Linked DNA regions of Mus musculus: regions 1, 2, 4, 5 and 6 are each linked to region 3. The links are chromatin contacts, called in public HiChIP or PLAC-seq and promoter capture Hi-C maps. All regions are on one chromosome and are shown on one strand. The core of a region is the stretch at or near the end of the contact, and the rest is flanking DNA. Distances in the headings are between cores, read along the strand shown.

Region 1 (3,040 bases), core at 184-2,683, 370 kb before region 3:
TACACCTAAGAATTTGAATCTGTATTTGTTCAGGCCTCGTGTTGTATAAACGTGTGATCCTTTGGACACCTCTGTATTCACGTAAACTATATTGTTCTCAAACAGCTTTTCCCCTCTCGGCCTCCAGCCAGGTGTGTTCCTTTCTCATCTACCTGACAAAACCTACAGCCTCGTCTATATTAATTTTCTTCCTGTCAATAGGTTCAGTCTTTGCTACATGGATTGCGTAATTCACTGCTTGATCGACGCTCTTGTCTTTCTAATAATTCTGACCACTGTCTTGTTCCTGGCCACAGTGTCAGTCCTCAAGACCAACAACTATGTCTCACACGTAGCACGTGCTCAGTAAACATGTGAAGGTTTTCGGAGCGCTCCCTAAGGGCTTGGACTCTTCCCCCTTCTTTCTTGTTCTTTCTATGCATCAGTAAGAGCACCCCAGGCTCAGGAGAGGATTCGAGTCGATGCCTTAGAAAGGCTGGAGGCTCTCTGCCTGTAACTTCCTAATTCTGTTCTACCATCCCTTGGTGGTGCATGCGAGATCTTTGAGATGCACTGATGCAGGGCCGGAAGTATCCTGGGCCTTCCTGGGGCTTACTGACAGTGGGTCATCCTAGGATATGAATGATTCAGGCATCAAAGAAGCAATAATGAGATTTGAACCCTCCTTTGTATTCTATGTTCAAGGCTTTAAAATAAATACAGCAGCCTTTAAAAGAAAAATTAGGCTAGGTGGGATTATAAATTAACACATTTAATTTTCTATCACTAAAATGGCAAAAATGATTTTTCCAGACTCCATTTTATAATGTCCATTACTATTCTCAAACACAAGGTCACACACACACACACACACACACAGCTTTTGTGCAACTTGTCTATATTAATGATGTGCTAAGATCATTTCTGAGTTATTTACCAGTTCTATCTTACAGTTAAAGTGTGCCCGAGGGGAGAGGAAACAGGGCCTTGGGGCTTATCTTTCGATTTGCCATACCCTTACTACCCCTTCTTGGCCCCGCCCACTCCCGACAGCCCTTTCTCACCCAGACCTCACACTTACTCAGCTGTGTTGATTCTAACACACCATTCTCCCTCTCCGAGCTGCTTTCCCTCATTTGTTCTTGCACTGTGGCTTCCCACCAGCTGTGAAAATCCTGTCAGCACCAGCACCCGCTCTGTATGCCAGCGAGTGGAGAAAACTGCAGGTTCCTTCTATGGCACCAGCCTCTATCTCTTGCCAGATCCTTCGGCTTCAACAGCAGCCCAGGGGCATCCAACCACCAGGGAAACAGACATATCCTCCAGAAAGCCTTTCTGCCGGAGAAGCACGGTCACCACCAGAGGGAGTGCATCTGCTCTTCTGGCCTCAGAGTGAACTTGATCACTCTGTGGCTCTTCTGATGAGATGCTATAGGGATAAGCGGTACTGAAATGCTCTCCCTCACCAGGGACTGTCAGTTGGAGGAGTCTAGTTCCCAGTGCGAGGGCAAGCCTGGGAACAGCTCAAAGCAGGTCCCATTTCCCACAGTGCCTCATCTACTGCATCTTAGACAAGGAAACCAAGAAGACCCTCTCCGTGGAAGATCCAAAGGGACACCGGGGGACGCATCTTCAGATTGTGCATGAGTATGCGGGCAGAGGGAAGGACCCTGCAGGCTGGACCTTATCGTGTAGAACCCCTCCCTGCAGCTCCAGAGCGCCCCCTGGTGCCTTCTGGGCCACTGACTTCCCCCAGTCTCACTGGAATACGCCTTGTTTATTTTACAGCCCTCTGCTGTCTGGCATTTCCCCCTGCTATTTACACACCAGGGCCCTGTAAGGACACATGGTTGGTTTTTAGAAGCTTCCTCCTCAAAGCTTCAAAGGAAAACCTCAATTTTGGCATTTCCTAGAAAAAACGATTTAATGTTTCTTCTTGAGGCTCAGGCTGTTGGAACAAAACCAAAAGCTAGGGTCCCCGCAGCACTTGGCACCGCGCCTGTGCTCCTGGGAGCTAGAGGTGCCACTTGGTCCTTGCAGCACAGAGAAGGGATGTTACTGCCCCCATTTCACAGATGTGAAACTGAGGGTGCCTGGGGGTGGGGGTGGAGTGGGGCAGCTGCTGGCAGATCCAGGGAACACAAGCAGAGAGTGAAGTTGGGTCTGTCCCCAGAAGCTCTGCCTCCTGAGTCCCAGTCCCCAGCAGCAGGCTTGCTTTCTACTGTCCAAATCTCCTACGATGTGACAGTCACAGTTTTCTGGAGTACAGCACTCTTGTGATGCTCAGATTTTCTTTGATTCTCTGCATAAATTTACTATGAAATCTTGTGATTTAAGAGGCTACTCTCTCCTTACTGTTTTTTTCTCTCTTTTTTTTTTTAAAGAACTCTGTGTTGGCAGAGTGCTTCCTGGTTTTGTTTCTGATTTTTGCAGTGCTAGGGTTTAATCTGGGCATTTTGAATTCTAGAAAAGATCTCATCCACAGAGCCACAGCCCAACCTTAGAAAAGTTCGTATTTCATAAATGAAGGTCTCCTAGCAGAGTATAGGTATTCCTCAGATAACATCATCAGGAATGTCCAGAATGTTGCTCCTGCCTACAGTGAATACAAACAATTGTTTGTTCAATCTAGTTTGGGGCTAACAAGAATATAATTAAGGCACTTTCAGCTGGTCTGCCTCTCTGGGGAACATCCGGGTTCTCTATGTTCCTTTGGTAAGCTATTAGTCAGGATGGGATGGCCACTATATACTGCCCCAAGTTTCTAGATCAAATCTATAAGTCCTGACAGGCCCAGCCCTGCTTCTCTTTAGGACACACAAAGTTTTGCCAAATACACAGACTACTAGATATACATATAGTTCCCTCTGGGGTCATCTGCTCCCCAAGAGACTTGTTAAAGTGGGACACTATTCTTGAGCTAAATTATCAATCAAAAGTATTCTTCTTTCTGGTATGGCTGCTTTCCACAGATAATGAAATCCCATCAACTTCCTCTAAAGAAAACGTGACCTACATAAAAATGAATAGCAATTAATTCTCAGCTGCAATCTTCAGAGGC
Region 2 (3,059 bases), core at 319-2,818, 320 kb before region 3:
CAGCCTGCCCAGTGTCATCTCCAGGAAAAGAGCCCTATCAGCCCTGCCACCTACTTCGAAGTAGACTGTCCCCTACACGGCTGTCAACCACAGCTTCTATATTTCCTTCTCAGAGCGAGTCAGTTTCAGGGAGGGAGTCTTTCATAAGCAAGGGCAGCGTCTCTGTGAAGACGCCCCATGAACCCAAATTCTCTGGCCAGGGGACGTTCCTGCAGGCTCACATCAACTTCTCCAGGTTAAGATGGCTCTTGCAAGCTAGGGTCCAGCTCTACCTTGGACTCCCAGAATTCCACTCACGCTTTCCTAGCCTGTGCATCCCTGAAGCTCTAGCCGGCGGTAGAGTGCCCTGCTTAGTCGCTGTGGACATCCAGGTGCTTGTAATTAGACCGTGGGTCTAAACTACTGTGGTTCTTACCCCGCCATGATCTGAAAGAAGGACTGCAAATAGCAACAGTTGCTTTCAGGGGTCTGGATCCCTGGGCTGTCTCAGCACAGACCCTTGTCCCATGAAAGACTGCCCTCATGATGTCCCATGGCAGAGCTCTTCTCCGACCAGGCCTTGGGTCAGGCTGGAAAAGCCCCAGCGAGGCTTCTAAGGGAATTCCTCTTCCCTGCCACCAGTGACTCCTCTGGAATGACCTTAACATAAAATGCTGCCAAATGCCTGAGGGGTGAGTTGCTTCTTCCAGGTCCACCCGCGGACCCACAGGGTCAGGAAGGGATCGGGAAGGGCAGTCGCCCCAGTTCGTCCTGAGAGATCTGGGAGGAAGATGCTCTCTCCGGCGGCGCAGGAGAACTCACTAGTCACCTGAGCAGGAGCGGACAGTACCACCTCTGGAGCGCCTGCCCTGTTCACCCAAAGCAGCTCCCCGAGAAAGCCAGGCGAGCAGCCCTGCGCCCCGCGGTGCAGCCCCTTACCCGCTTTGCCACCCCAGAGGCGGCAAAAGTTCCTCCGGAGCGCGGGCCTCTGTTCAAGGTGCTGAAATGAGTCTGGGGCAGCTTGCCGGAACCCCGGGGCCGCTCTCTGCTCGCCCTACCCGCCTCCCCCCTTCCCGCTCCCGCGGGGTCAGCCGGAGCGCGGCCGATCGCCTTCCCGCAGCTACTCCGGGCGCCTCGGTGCGGGGCCGCCGCCGCCCCCTTACCTTCTTCTTGCGGTCACGGGAGCGGTTCCGCCGCTTCCTGTTGGATTCCTCCTTCTCCTTCTGCTCCTGGAGGGCCTGCGCCTCGATGTCTTTGATTTTCTTCAGCTGTTTGGCCGCCTGAGCCATGGCGGGTCGCGGCGCTCGGTCCCCGCCTCCCGGGCCCGCGCCCTCTGCGAGCCGGCGGCGACGACACCCTCCCGGGGAGAGCCGGCTCCTTCAGCTGCGCAGGGCGCGAGCTTCTCCCCGGCGGAGGCGAAGGCTGCGGCGCCCGGGGGCCGGGGCGCGGGGCGGAGGGCGAGGAGAGGCCGGCGCGCGGCTAGCCGAGCCCCGGGGTGGCGCCTCCCGCCGCGGCCGGAGCTCGCTCGCCCGCGCCCCGCACCGGCTCTGGGCTCGCCGCGCGCCCTCGCCGCGCCCGCCCGCCCGCCCGGGCCCCCCCTCTCCTGCGGCGGCGGCGGCGCGGGGGGCGGGAGGGAGGAGGCTCGTACTGCGGCGCGGGCCGCGGAGGGCGGACTCGCGGGCTCGCGGGAGGAGCGGGGGCAGCTCGGTGCGGCCGCCCCACCAGGCTGGGCGCGGGGCGCTGCGAGCCGGCGCTGGGTCCCCGCTGCAGCGGGGTCCCGGGGTGGGGATCGCGGGGCGCCTTGGGGGCGACGGGAACAAAGCGGGGCCGTTCCGCCCGGGCCCGGCGACCCTGCGGACCGGCGTGCCTGACGGCGGCGGAGAAAATGCCAGCATCGCCTGGCCGAGCTGCGGAGCGTGGGACCGGGGCACCGCTGCGGCACGGACTCCGCTAGCGCCGAGCCTGGCCCGGGCCGCCCTCCGGGAAGGGCCGGGGCTCCTGGAGGAGAGCTTGATCTGCCCCGGTCAAACCAAGTGGGCCTTTCCTTTGCATCTTTACCAAATATACTTAGAATACGAGTCCAGCGTCAAGTCCATTCTTTTTCTTTTCGCTCCTTTTGGACGGGAGTGGAACTGGGTCTCCCCATCAGGGACCGCCCACCCTGCAATACCAGGTCTCTCTCCACCCTCCCTCCGTAGGTACTGTGGTCTGGACCGGTGTTGGGCTGCTGTAAAGAACCTTACCAGCTGGGGGTCACGCAGCTACCAACGTAGACTGTGGGAACGGGGAACCGGCTTAAGCTCATTTCACCACTCAGTCATGTGACAGGCGGGGAAACTGAGGCCCTGACCTATGAACATTGCCCTTTCAGTCTGGTTGGTGCAGCTCCCAACCTCCTCCTTCCCTATCCCACAGGATGCTAAGGACAGTCTTGAACACTGGTGTTTGAGTCTTGGAGAAGTTATTATGAAACAGCCTGCTCCCTCCTGTCCTCTCGCCCGCCCCCCCCCCCTCCCGAGCCTGTGCAGGTTTGAAGCAGCTCTGGTGAGGAGCAGAAGGAGTAGTACTAGGTACTGTTCCCACCCCTCTTTCTCACAAACACATCTCGCTCAGTGATTTCCACTTCTGTCTTCCCCACTAGGCCCCTGACAGAAGGTAAGGTGCTGGGTAACCACAGGGGTCTGACAGATCTAACTGCTGTCATTTCCCAGGGGTGAGTCCTGGGGCTTCTCACTGCAGGCAGAACCACAAATACCAGTCACACATGCAACTTCAATTGTCATGTAGCCACTTTTTTTTTCCATGTAAAGAAACTAGAAGATTGATTTTAAATGTATTTTTAAGCCTGTATATCTCCCAAGCCATCGTTTCAACATGAAGTTGATATATTATTGATGCGATTTTACATTATTATGCTGAGTCTTCAGAATCTGGTCTATTCTTGTCTGGATTCAGATGAGGCGTATTCCATCACCACCACAGGCCCCTCTCTCGATAACACACCTTGGCTGTAACCAGCCTGCTCAGAAGGACACCCTCTGGAGCCCCAACCTCATGTCTTTGGCATCCCACCGCTAAGT
Region 3 (2,700 bases), core at 186-2,685:
AAAAGGACGGAAGGTGGAGGGAGAGCTAATGCTAATGGAGAGCGAATGCTATTCGCTTTTCTAGCTTTACCACAGTCCACACCGAAGTCCTCTGATCTCCAACCTAGTGAACTTGTTCCAAATGGTGCAGAACTTTTTAGTGGCAGCTTTGGGGGTGGACCTTGCTGCTTCTACAGGGATCACTCCAGTTGTCCCCCAAGCCCTCTTCCTCTTCATTATGTCTCCGTGCACAGGGACCTTCTGAGAGGTGTTTTCCAACTGTTCTGTCTAAATAGAGCTCATCTCGCCCCTCCTGAGGGCTGCCCCATTTCCTTGCCTTGTTTATCCGTGCAGTGTTGTGGTGGAGCTGAGGCCCCATTCCTGCTGAGCATGTCCTCTCACAGTGAATCACTCATTCTTGACTTGCTCTTAGGCCACTTTATTACCCCCTGCCAAGGACATGCGCACAGGACTTGACTTATCACTACTGTACATCCAGTAGCGAAAGCAGTGCCCTGTCCTTGCTAATAAAAATAACTCACTCACCTAAAACAACAACAATGCATTGCTGGACCTGGTGTTGCATACCTATCCCTAGCATCCAGGAGGCTGAGGCAGGAGGATTTCTATGAGTCTGAGGCCAGCCTGCTCTTCATAGTTCTAGGACAACCTGGGCTACATAGATACCCTATCTCAGAACAAAACAGAAACAAGAATAGAAATTTTAGAAGATAAGAGTGGAGTAGAAATGTAAAAGTGTATGTCCCCAAATAATAATACCTAAGTTGGATGACAAGCCCGTCATTGACTTCCCTTTTTCCTTCTATACTCTTTTCAGATTCACCCACACTAGTGTGTATCTTAATAACAATTTATGCCCAAACGAATTGCTGTGTTTGCAGTTAATATGGACCCCCATGAGGAACACTTATAAATGGCACAAGCGCTATATTTCAATTCAAGGACATTGTAAGGGGATCACATATAGAATATGAGTGTTCCATTGCTGTTTAGTTAAGTCAGACACTTCTTTCTTGGGGTCTTTTCCTAGCTTTAGCTTCTCCCACAAGAGGCATGGATACCGAAACAAACAAACGAACAAACAAAGCCAGAACACGTCTTTAGCCGACGGTTGGCATATTTCATTCCATGTTTTACATGGTGTCCAGAAGCACAGAGCAGCTCTTGGATTCTGACAGCAGAACCCGCGCCGGCACGCCTCACAAACAGTACAGGCCGTGTGTTCCATAGCTACTGTCCACAGCAGCCAACGTCCACCTCCGTCTGCATCTCGGGCTCTAAATCAGACTATTCTCAGACCAGGAGAGCAGATTTGATCTCTCAGGCTAACTCACCAGGAGGTAAACCTGACCTCCTAGCTCCCCTCCGCCCAGAGATTCCCCGCACCCGCACCCGCTAGCCCCGCCCCGTAGCCTGGCGCGTGACGTCACCGCGCTGCGCCCTGTCAGGCGCCGCCATTGTTCCACCGGTAAGACCCAGGTGTGGGTCCCCGGCGCCATGAGCAAACGCAAGGCGCCGCAGGAGACCCTCAACGGCGGCATCACGGACATGCTCGTGGGTGAGTCCCGGGCCGCCCTCCGGCTCCTCTGCTCAGCCGGGCCTCGCTTCTCCCACCCCCCCCCCCGCGGGTCGCAGCGCCCCGGCTGCGTCCGTCGCGGCCGCCGGTGGAGGAACCCGCCCACACCTCCATCCCGGGACCCGCGTTCGCGGGGGTGTGTGTACTTGTGTCCTCGAGCCCTTTGTTGTCTTTTCAGAACTCGCAAACTTTGAGAAGAACGTGAGCCAGGCGATCCACAAGTACAATGCGTACAGGTACGTTGTTAGCCGGCGTTCCAGGACATCCTAGTTTGCTGTCACTTAGCAGGGATGGAAAGCCGGTGCCCAGTGGTTCAAAGCTGAGTGGCACTTTATTTAACCTATACAGGGTTTTGGCAGGGCGTTATAGGGTTAATTCAGGAGACTGTACAGTTCCGACTGAAAATAGGTGTCTGATGCATATATTCCCACCATTAATCTTGAATTGACTGGAAATACAGTTTAAAAAACATAATAAACAACAGTAGACGAGATCTGAACTGTGAAATAGATGTAGTTCAGGAAATCGCCTTTCCTTCTGGATGGGCTGTCACCTTCCTGAAAACCAGTTGCCTGCCTATCACTACAAACCTCAGCGGGCACCTTCTCCTGGCCGCTCTTCCCACAGTCAGCTACTTAACCTATAAGCATCCCAAAGCCCCTCAGCTTCTAACAGTAAAAGTAAACTATCCTTGCTTTCCCCAAGCTAGCCCTTACAGCCTTACAGTTAGTGTTCTCCTATAGTCTGTTCCATGCCTGGATTTCCTCATTTGAAGTCGAATTATTATTATTATTATTATTATTATTATTATTATTATATGATTATTTGGGGGATTATAATTACATCATTTCCCCTTTTCCTCTCTCCAAACACTTCCATATATAACCCTCTATGATCTCTCAAATTCATAACCTCCTTTTTTCATTATATATATATATGTGCACATATATATACACACATATTTCGATACACATACATACACACACACATTTTCCTAAATACATAAATACAATCTGTTCCAACTGTGTAATGCTACTTGTATATTTTCAGGGATAACCAACTGATGTGTTAGGAAAGACTGTTTCCTGTAGTTCTTTGTGTAGGGTTGAGGTCCTGACCACTGT
Region 4 (2,813 bases), core at 213-2,712, 460 kb after region 3:
CGAATTTAAGAATCTCTTTTTTGTTAATTAGTAAAAATTCACATTTCCAAAACAAATGTTAACTTGAAAGTGCACGATGGCCGCTCAGTGGTGGGGCACTCTTTTAATCCCAGCACTTGGGAGGCAGAGGCAGGCGGATTTCTGAGTTCGAGGCCAGCCCGTTCCACAGAGTGAGTTCCAGGACAGTCGGGCCTATACAGAGAAACCCTATAGAAAGAAAGAGAGAGAGAGAGAGAGAGAGAGAGAGAGAGAGAGAGAGAAGAAAGAAAGAAAGAAAGAAAGACAGAAAGAAAGAGGAGAAAGTGCACGATGTGCCCGTAGATCACACAGTTCTAAGAACCATTGCATTTTTCCTCTAGAAATCAAAGCTTAGGCTATACATTTAAAGCTCAAGCCAGAGTCTGTACCACTGCTGTGTCAAGGAGCAAGGGGGAATGTGAAAGGCTGTTGCTGTAGTGAAGAGATTGCTCAATCGTTCCCTTTTGGGGTCTCCCGTGGATTATTATCTCAACCTGACAGACCAGTTAGGCTGGTTTTTACTTGCTACTCAAACCCAGAACAGTCTAAGTTTACTTAAAAAGTAAATCAAACTTTACTGAAGCAGTCTCGGATAAGAGCTTGCCTCGAAAACAATAGGAAAATACCCTAAGTCAGAGCGGACCTGGGTTAGCTGTAAGCACTGACTAGGTGTATCAAACTCCAGAGCGAGGGAGGTTTCATTTCCACCACAGCGAGGAAGACAGAATGCCTCAAGTGAAAACTGGAGACTAAAAGTGCTTTTGGGGACGCGAGCTCTTTTGCCACTCCTGATTTCAGGTCGTACATTTAATTCAGGACAAGATGGCATGTGGTTTCCAGGCACAGAATACATGAATTCGTTGTTTTTCTCTTATCCTTCGCGAGCCCGGCTCTTAAGATTTAAGCTTGCATTCCAAGGCAAGGGCTCACTGCATGACTTCCTAGAACAGAACACGAAGCCTCAAGCCCACTTCCTAAAGTAATTACAAAGCAAGCAGAAAACCCCATGGGGCTGGACCCTGCTGCCTCCTTCGGAAATCCTTCCGGGCGAGGGACCCCGGCTCAGCCCAGAACAAATCATCACCGGTCCAGCAGGAGGGTGGGGACGGCGTTCCGGTGGCGCGCTCGCTCGCCACAAGGCGGAACTGTACCGTCCCGGGCTGCGACCCGCCGAGACCTCCGCTCGCCCGCGCCCCGGCTCCGCTGTCCACCGTGCGGCTGGAGCGGCGGGCCGAGGCCGGTAGCCCCAGGGCCGAGGGTGAGGCCCTGCCCAGCACGAGGGCCGCGGGTCGGCGCGGCCTCCTCCCTACCTTCTCCTCGCCGTCGTAGACGCGCACCCCGCGCTGCTGGATAACCAGGGTCTCGTTGATCTCCAGGAGGCCGCTGGTCCACACGAAGCGGTCCATGGCCGCCACCCGGCCGGCTTCTGCCGCTCGCCGGTGCTCCCGGGCTGCGAGCGGCGCTCCCTGGTGGCCGGCGGGGGTGGGGCGCCCCGACACGGACAGGCGGCGCCCCCTGGCGGCTGCCACTCGCGTGCACATTTGCTCCCCTGTCACTGCCAAACTTGTTGACATGCTTGTTAAAAGCTGTAAATAAGGACTTTTTTTTTATTTCTTCCCAAATAAGTGTTGACAGCAGAGGTTGTGTTTAATATATCTGTAACCAGCATATTATGTAATACACTCTTCTCCGGTTTTTGTTTTAGTCTAATTTTTATTACATTCTGTTTATTTTATGAGGGTTTGTGTGCGTCGGGAACATGCAAGGGCTAGCCTGTGGGAGTCAGAGGATGTTTAATGAGAGCTGCTCCTTTGACCGTGTGGATCTTGGGAGATCAAACTTAGGTTATGAGGCTTAGCAGCAGGCTCCCTTACCAGCTGAACCACCTCACCCACCTACCCACCCACCTTTAAAAAATGACCAATAGCTCCAGATAGATGGAGGTGACATGGAAATAAAGCACCAAACATGCATTTAATGCGACAGATATACATGAAGGCAATATACCCATACACATAAAAAATAATTTTCTTTTTTGTATTAATCATTTTATTCATTTACATTGGAAATTATATTCCCCCGTCCCAGTTACACGTCCACAACCCCTCATCCCATCTCCCCTTCTCCTCCGTCCCCTTTGCCTCTATGAGGGTGCTCCTCCACCCACTCACCTACTCCTGCCTACACTGGAGCATCAAACCTCCGCAGGACCAGGGGCCTCCCCTCCTATTGATGTCAGATAAGGCCATCATCTGCTACATATGGTTTACAATGGTTGGCTGAGAGCATCCCCCTCTGTATTTGTCAGGCTCTGGCAGAGCCTCTCAGGAGACAGTTATATCAGGCTTCTGTCAGCAAGCACTTCTTGGCATCCACAATAGTGTCTGGGTTTGGTAACTGTATATGGGATGGATTCCCAGGTGGGGCAGTCTCTGGATGGTCTTTCCTTCACTCTCTGCTTCACACTTTGTCTCTGTAACTCCTTCCATGGATATTTTGTTCCCCCTTCTAAGAAGGATTGAAGTATCCACACTTTGGTCTTCCTTCTTCTTGAGCTTCATGTGGTCTGTGAATTGTATCTTGGGTATTCTGAGCTTTTGGGCTAATATCCAGTTATCAGTGACTGCATACCACGTGTGTTCTTTTGTGGGTTACCTCATTCAGGATGATATTTTCTAGTTCTGTTTGCCTAAGAATTTCATGAAGTCATTATTTTTAATAGCTGAATAGTACTTCATTGTGTAAATATACCACATTTTCTGTATCCATTCCTCTGTTGAAGGACATCTGGGTTC
Region 5 (3,058 bases), core at 551-3,050, 280 kb before region 3:
CTGATCTGTAGTCCCGAACAAGTAAGAAATGGTCAATGTGACAAGTTATATTTAGAGGAAATAAATTCAACAGTAGCATTACTTTTCCTAATTGTGGCAAGACACAGAAGATAAACTTTAAATCATTTTAAAGTAGAATTCAATGCATTAAATACATTCTCAGTTATTAATAAGTTTAGAAGGGTATGAATGTAGAGGAAGAGAGAATTAAAGGTTTGTTTGTGGTACATCTGGGAAGTCAGCAAAGGCAACAGCAGTCTGAGTAAGAACTGTCAAGGTCATAGGAGCTCACAGGAGAGAGACCATTGTGACAAAGTGAATCAAGACAGAGCACAGCACCAAGTGCCAATCACACCAAAACAGTCTCAGGTCCCTAGACACACAGCAATATCTAACAAGAGGAAAACTGGGTCATCACCTATTATAATAAATAAAGCAAGAACCTTAATGATCATCACTACATTAAAAACATGCATCATTGAGTAAGCCTTACAATAAGAAAACTGTGTGAGGTATGCTGTGATTTCCAACACCTAAGAGGCTACAGCAAGTGGGTCAGCCAGACTGTGTCACACACTTATAATTCTTCTGTCTTCTCCTGCCATGTATACTCATACTCATGCACAAACACATATATGCTCTCTCACATACAAATATACACACACATGCACACAAATTCACACACATACACATGAACATACATATACACACATGTATATACACACATAGACACATGCGCGCACACACACATACCACAAAGGTTTTGGTTTTGATTCTAGGTCTGAGCTCAGGGCTCATCACTATCAAGCTACACATTCTGTCAGAAAAATACAGGTCCTATGTACTAGGTCTGAAGCCAAGATTTTAAGAGAATAAAATAAAACGCTCTTCCAAAAAAGGCAAAAGATAAAATAAGATAAAATAAAATAAAGTAGTACAAAGCAATACCAGGCAACACAATTTCTTCTAAGTTGCCTGTGAAAATGCAAAGGCTGACAGAGGCATCAGAACAAACATGATGGAGGTGTAGGTGACACAGCACCCAACAAGCCTGCCTTCTTCCTCGCTCATCTCAAATGAGCCTGCTTCTGTACATGGGAATATGTCTATTTTAATAGTAATTGACGGAATGTTAGCTACACCATACAACGTAGCTTATTTTGTTATCATTGTCACTTATTAGAAATGTACGACTGGTTACTGGGTTGTACACACCTATAATCCCAGAACCAAATAGGCTGAGGCAGGTCAGACCTCTGTATAGTGAGTCTTAAATAACAAAACAAGATAAACACAAAACAACGAGAAGGAAGAGATTACTCTGCGAGTAAACACCATCAGACGCATGGTTCAGGAAGGTTCCTGAACAGAGGGCAGAGGTCCCCAGGGATGCTCAGGTGGCTCCTCCTCAGTCACTCAGTTACCAGAGCTGCTGAGCACCAAACCTAGGCACTCAGCGAGCTGCAGACCACAGAATCCAGTACTCAGTTATGCCAACACCCTTTAACTGAGGATTCAGACAAAAACCTAGGCAACATTAGGTGAAAAGGAAGGCCTTCCAATAATTAAGATTTCCTGCAAAGCAAGAAGAGATCAGGTTAAAGAAGCGCGTTTACATGCAGACGTGACTATGGATAGATAAACCCCATATCTGCAGAGGTGGCCAACCTTTCCCCTTCCTGTCTTAGTGAGTTGTGTTCATTCCCAGCCCTTTGGGGAAGGAAGGGTCTGTAGTGATTACTTCTCTATTTTCAAAGACACACAGAAACTACTCTAAGGAACAGTGTGTAAACCTACCATCTGCGTCGTCTGACTCCTCCTCCTCCTCCTCTTCCTCTTTAGACGGCCTCTTGGAGGAGGACTGACACCTAAGGATGTCCTGTGAGGACAGGCAATGGAAGTACCCTCTGGGGAAGAGCTCACTCTCCTCCTCCTCCTCCTCCTCCTCTTCCTCCATCTCAAATGTAGGCTCCAGTCGTGGCATTGGTCTCTCAGAGTCAGAGTCTTCAAAAGGCTCATCTAACACCTCCGTGGTCTCAGAGATGGTCTCTGTGACTACACTGCTATTGTGGTGTTTCCGCTTGCGGACTCTTCGTCTTCGGTGAAGAATCGGTTTCTATGTAGTAAAGAAAGCAGGTATTTTATTTATAGTAATGAGCTTTTTTCCCTGCTTTAACATAAAAGTTTTAAAGCTTTGCAGAACTAACATATTTAAAACAAAGATGCAGTTTGCCAACAGATACTCTGGTAAAGACAAAGTGTTAAGAACACAGAGATGTGTGTGGTCAGTGAGGTGGCTCCACAGGTGAAGTTTCCTGTGCAAACTGGGCAACCTGACAACCTGGGATCAACCTTGGATCCCATATACAAGTGGGGGAACTAAATCCTTAGAAATGTCCCCTGACCTCTACACACCCACCAAGTGCAAGCCCACCAACACATACACATGTACTCTTACACACACTCACGCACGCACGCGCGCGCGAAGGGAAGGAAAGGGAAGGGGGAAGGGGGATGGGGGAAAGGGGGAAGGAGGGGAAGGAGGGGAAGGGGAATGGGGAAGGGGGGGAAGGGGGAGGAACAACAAAATCCGCACAGATTTTGGGCACTAAGGCCCGCTCTGATATGAAGAGCAAGTGTCCAGAGAGCACATGGTGTTGGTGCATCTTCTCAGCTCATCGACATTTTACACTTTACAGCGCCACCTGCTCTAATGCTAAAGTGCCTCAGAGACTACGCCCTCTACTTCTGTTCAAGAGCAAAAGGAATAGAAACATTCCATCTTATACATCACCATGCATTAGCAGATCAATAAATGTGCACGCCATTTGGGGAAACTAGCTAGAGCAGAGCACACAAACGCAGAGCAGAAATGCATTCACTTGACAGAGAAGAGAAAACAGCAGCACGGCCTGAGACTTGGCGCACACAGCACACACTGACACGGGGCTGACCTAATAGCTTACATAACACAGTGATGTCACCAAGCTACAGAGACAACAGCCCAGGAATGACTGAATCACATCCTTGTACAGAGGCTAGAAAGGTTAGCACTTAT
Region 6 (2,700 bases), core at 47-2,546, 490 kb after region 3:
TTCTTTCTTTTGTTTAATTCCCACCCATTGAGATTTATTTATTTTTATGTGCATGTATATCTATGCACCACATGAGTGCAGTACCCTCAGAAGCCAGAAGAAGGTGTGAGGCCCCTTGGAGAAACTGACAGTTGTAAGCTGCCACAGGGAGCTGGGAATTGAACCTGGGTCTGTCCTTCCCTCCAGGGATTTCCAAAACCAAGTCATTTTTGGTTGTCAAGCTAGTGGTTCACACACGTAATCCCAGCAGAGGTGGCAGACCTGTGCTTTCCAGGCTGGTCTAGCCTTCGTAATGAAAACTATCTCCAAAAATAAAACAGATGGGGAGACAGCATAGTGAGTACCGGCATCAGTTGGTGGACAGAGAGAGCCCCGAGACACAACAGCCCCAGCAAAGAATCAAGAGTCCCAAATGTGGACAGTGCTGCAGCTGAGGAACCCTGATAGATTCCTCTCCTCTCCTCTCTCAATGCTACTTAATGACTTACACTGCCTGATAAACCACCTATTCCAGCAATTGACTTGTAGGTTTCCAGTGTCCCTTTCTACCCTGCCTCCCGCCCCCTCAGGGTCTAGTTCCCTGCTTCCCTGCTGTACATTTGACTGTAGCCTGGTTGGCCATTGGACCCTCTGCCTAACATCTTGGGGGTGTCTGGGTCTGCTGTCCTGTGATTTGAATTTCTTCTACAAACATTAGTTCCATCTGGGATCAGTAGGGAAGGGGAGAAGGGGAGGGTGGGGTGAACAGTCTCGTCAGTTGAGGCCAGATTTTGGTCTCATTCCTGCCTTTTGTTCCTTTATTCTGCACCCCTAAATGTTAACACTTGAGACAGTCCTGACTTGCCTACCAGGAACTTGCTCTGTAAACTAGGTTGGCGTCCAATTCTGGATCTCCTGCCTCAGCTTTCCGAATGCAGGGATTACAGACATCCTACCACGTCCTGGTACAACTAGAATCTTAATAACTTTCTGCTATTTCCGGGAAGAAATACACATTTCAGAATGAGATGCATTATTTTGGGGTGGTGCATTATTTTGTTTTTCACTTTTTCCAAAGTCATACAGTAAATGCTAGCAGTGTCCCTGTGGAATTTATGTTTGTTGTCTGTCTGCCTAATCTGGAGCAATAACTCAAATTACTGGGGGCACCGGTTCAAAACGTTAGCAATATCCTACCGCAAGGTGGCAAAACAGCTTTAAAACAGCTCTTTGGGGCTCAGCTACTCAGAGAACAGCGCCTAGGGCCAGACCTCAACAGTTTCCTCTGCCCACAGCTAGGGGCACGCCCCGCCCACGCCCCGCCCACTTCCCAGGCCTCGCAAGGAGCGGAGAAGCGACGCACGCCGCTGGGAGGTGGGTGAAGGGAGCTGTACGGGTCGGCCGCGGTGGAGAGAGGAGCGGGTGGAGCCTCTTGCCCCCCCCCCCCCCGCCCCCTAAGCCGCCGGTCGGCGCTCGCCCGCTGCGGGGCGACGGCCAAATGTGGGCGCATCACTCAGCCCGTAGGCTGTGCGCCCCAGTCGCTGAGTTCGGTGCGCGCATGCGCGTCGGAGACTGCTCGTGCGGCTGAAGCGGAGCAGCTTCGGGAGGGTGGGTGTTTTGGTAGGGAAAGGTTGGTGGGTCTCCAGGGTGTGTGTCCTGGGATCTCTGTCTAAACTGACCCCGCTTCTGGGCACTTGCAAATCACTTTAGGCTCTTTTAAACAATTGGTTTATCTTTATTAAAGGCGTATTTGTTTATAAACACTGGAAGGAACCCATCAGCTTTCGCCACACCTAGTGTAATAAGGCTTGTGTTTATGGGTGTAATACTGGCTATCGAACACATGGAGATTAAAAATACTAACTTGATTTTTCAGTCAAGGAAAGCCTGGTTGCTCATCAGTCATTTTGATAGCATAGGTAAAAGTCCTCAGGCACCAGGAACAGGAAAAAAGCAATTGAAACCAGAGACCACTTAAGACCCCTGTGAAGACCAGTGTGAAGGGCTTGGTTGTTTTCTTCTAGGTTTTTATTGGTTGGGGGGGGGGGGGAGCGGTGGGGGGACAGCCCCCATTTGTAGCCCTGGCTGGCCTGAAACCCATGGTGTGAATTAGTTGACTTTGGACTTAGCAGTGGTTACAGGCTGTGATTCACCAACTTCTGCCTCCTGAGTGTCATAGGTCTGTTACTTGTGTCTGGGTGTGTTCAAATGCCTCACTCCTGGAAACACGGCGTTGGATTTGGTTATATGGAGGATTTGTTGCTATAGTCTCCTGGTAACTCTGTGATAGACTGGAAAGCAAACTGGAAGGCACAGTCTATTTGTTTGGCTAGTTTTTGAGACAGTGGCTGGCCTGAGACCCATGGCGATCATCTTGCCTCTGCCTCTTAAGTGCTAATCTTACAGGTGTTGACTACCCAACCCCAGCTACGGACTAGAAGCTTTGCAGGTCCTAGCAGGGTTTGATCTTCGATGTTTGTACTACATCTTGTGCTCTACATTTTACAGCTTGTGGGTGGTTTAAATAAATAAATAAATAAAAACAATTTAGCTTTGTGAACGGAAAAAAATCAAGTAATTCATGCCAGTATTTTTCCTGTGATGAAAAAAGTGTATGAGTTCTAAGTGTAGGCGTCTCCCACAACTTCTATCCCACCCGTGTAGTCCAGGGTCTTTAACATGTTAGGCAAGCAGCTACCTCGGGTCTTCCTGAGACTGTGT

The links. Promoter capture Hi-C pulls out the DNA fragments that hold promoters and counts their contacts. HiChIP or PLAC-seq counts read pairs in DNA pulled down with a chosen protein or histone mark. Capture Hi-C pulls out chosen DNA fragments and counts their contacts.
Region 1: a contact with region 3 is called in an HNF4G HiChIP or PLAC-seq map of pancreatic cancer cells. The contact joins the enhancer-like site here to the promoter of Polb in region 3. A contact is called at or near these places in 1 of 39 promoter capture datasets (maxillary cranial neural crest), 1 of 484 Hi-C or Micro-C datasets (liver), 3 of 115 datasets of contacts at active chromatin or transcription factors (embryonic stem cells and pancreatic cancer cells) and 2 of 9 other capture datasets (adipose tissue and embryonic stem cells).
Region 2: a promoter capture Hi-C map of stem cell-derived epiblast-like cells shows a contact between it and region 3, with 2.3 times the contacts expected there. The contact joins the promoter of Ank1 here to the promoter of Polb in region 3. A contact is called at or near these places in 3 of 39 promoter capture datasets (cranial neural crest, embryonic stem cells and stem cell-derived epiblast-like cells), 1 of 484 Hi-C or Micro-C datasets (embryonic stem cells), 2 of 115 datasets of contacts at active chromatin or transcription factors (both in embryonic stem cells) and 1 of 9 other capture datasets (embryonic stem cells).
Region 4: a contact with region 3 is called in a promoter capture Hi-C map of adipose tissue. The contact joins the promoter of Vps36 here to the promoter of Polb in region 3. A contact is called at or near these places in 6 of 39 promoter capture datasets (the C10 cell line, cranial neural crest, embryonic stem cells and 3 more), 1 of 115 datasets of contacts at active chromatin or transcription factors (memory CD8 T cells) and 1 of 9 other capture datasets (adipose tissue).
Region 5: a contact with region 3 is called in an H3K4me3 HiChIP or PLAC-seq map of bone marrow-derived macrophages, with 2.7 times the contacts expected there. The contact joins the enhancer-like site here to the promoter of Polb in region 3. A contact is called at or near these places in 5 of 39 promoter capture datasets (cranial neural crest, frontonasal cranial neural crest, maxillary cranial neural crest and 2 more), 9 of 484 Hi-C or Micro-C datasets (the C10 cell line, CD4 T cells, Th17 cells and 5 more), 2 of 115 datasets of contacts at active chromatin or transcription factors (bone marrow-derived macrophages and pro-B cells) and 3 of 9 other capture datasets (adipose tissue, embryonic stem cells and liver).
Region 6: a promoter capture Hi-C map of pre-B cells shows a contact between it and region 3, with 3 times the contacts expected there. The contact joins the promoter of Nek3 here to the promoter of Polb in region 3. A contact is called at or near these places in 3 of 39 promoter capture datasets (cranial neural crest, liver and pre-B cells) and 1 of 9 other capture datasets (liver).

The regions. Positions count from the first base shown.
Region 1 is chr8:23,026,749-23,029,788 of GRCm38.p6, reverse strand. All of the region lies in intron 1 of Ank1 (ankyrin 1, erythroid), which reads right to left. Among named protein-coding and RNA genes, the nearest start is that of Gm51563, 8.8 kb to the left of the region's middle. Within about 2 kb of position 1,433, at least 125 of the 459 cell types and tissues checked have an H3K27ac peak or open chromatin away from gene starts, as enhancers often do. A contact at or near this core is called in pancreatic cancer cells, where this site is marked.
Region 2 is chr8:22,973,345-22,976,403 of GRCm38.p6, reverse strand. Ank1 (ankyrin 1, erythroid) reads right to left here and starts at 1,568. Exons shown (of 44, transcript NM_001110783.3): 1 at 1,143-1,568. The coding sequence starts at 1,268.
Region 3 is chr8:22,652,172-22,654,871 of GRCm38.p6, reverse strand. It overlaps Polb (polymerase (DNA directed), beta), which reads left to right and starts at 1,435. Exons shown (of 14, transcript NM_011130.2): 1 at 1,435-1,558; 2 at 1,755-1,812. The coding sequence starts at 1,498.
Region 4 is chr8:22,191,482-22,194,294 of GRCm38.p6, reverse strand. It overlaps Vps36 (vacuolar protein sorting 36), which reads right to left and starts at 1,462. Exons shown (of 14, transcript NM_027338.2): 1 at 1,329-1,462. The coding sequence starts at 1,424.
Region 5 is chr8:22,934,538-22,937,595 of GRCm38.p6, reverse strand. It overlaps Kat6a (K(lysine) acetyltransferase 6A), which reads right to left. Exons shown (of 18, transcript NM_001081149.2): 17 at 1,798-2,116. Among named protein-coding and RNA genes, the nearest start is that of Ank1, 39 kb to the left of the region's middle. Within about 2 kb of position 1,800, at least 51 of the 459 cell types and tissues checked have an H3K27ac peak or open chromatin away from gene starts, as enhancers often do. A contact at or near this core is called in bone marrow-derived macrophages, where this site is marked.
Region 6 is chr8:22,165,031-22,167,730 of GRCm38.p6, reverse strand. It overlaps Nek3 (NIMA (never in mitosis gene a)-related expressed kinase 3), which reads left to right and starts at 1,296. Exons shown (of 16, transcript NM_011848.4): 1 at 1,296-1,353.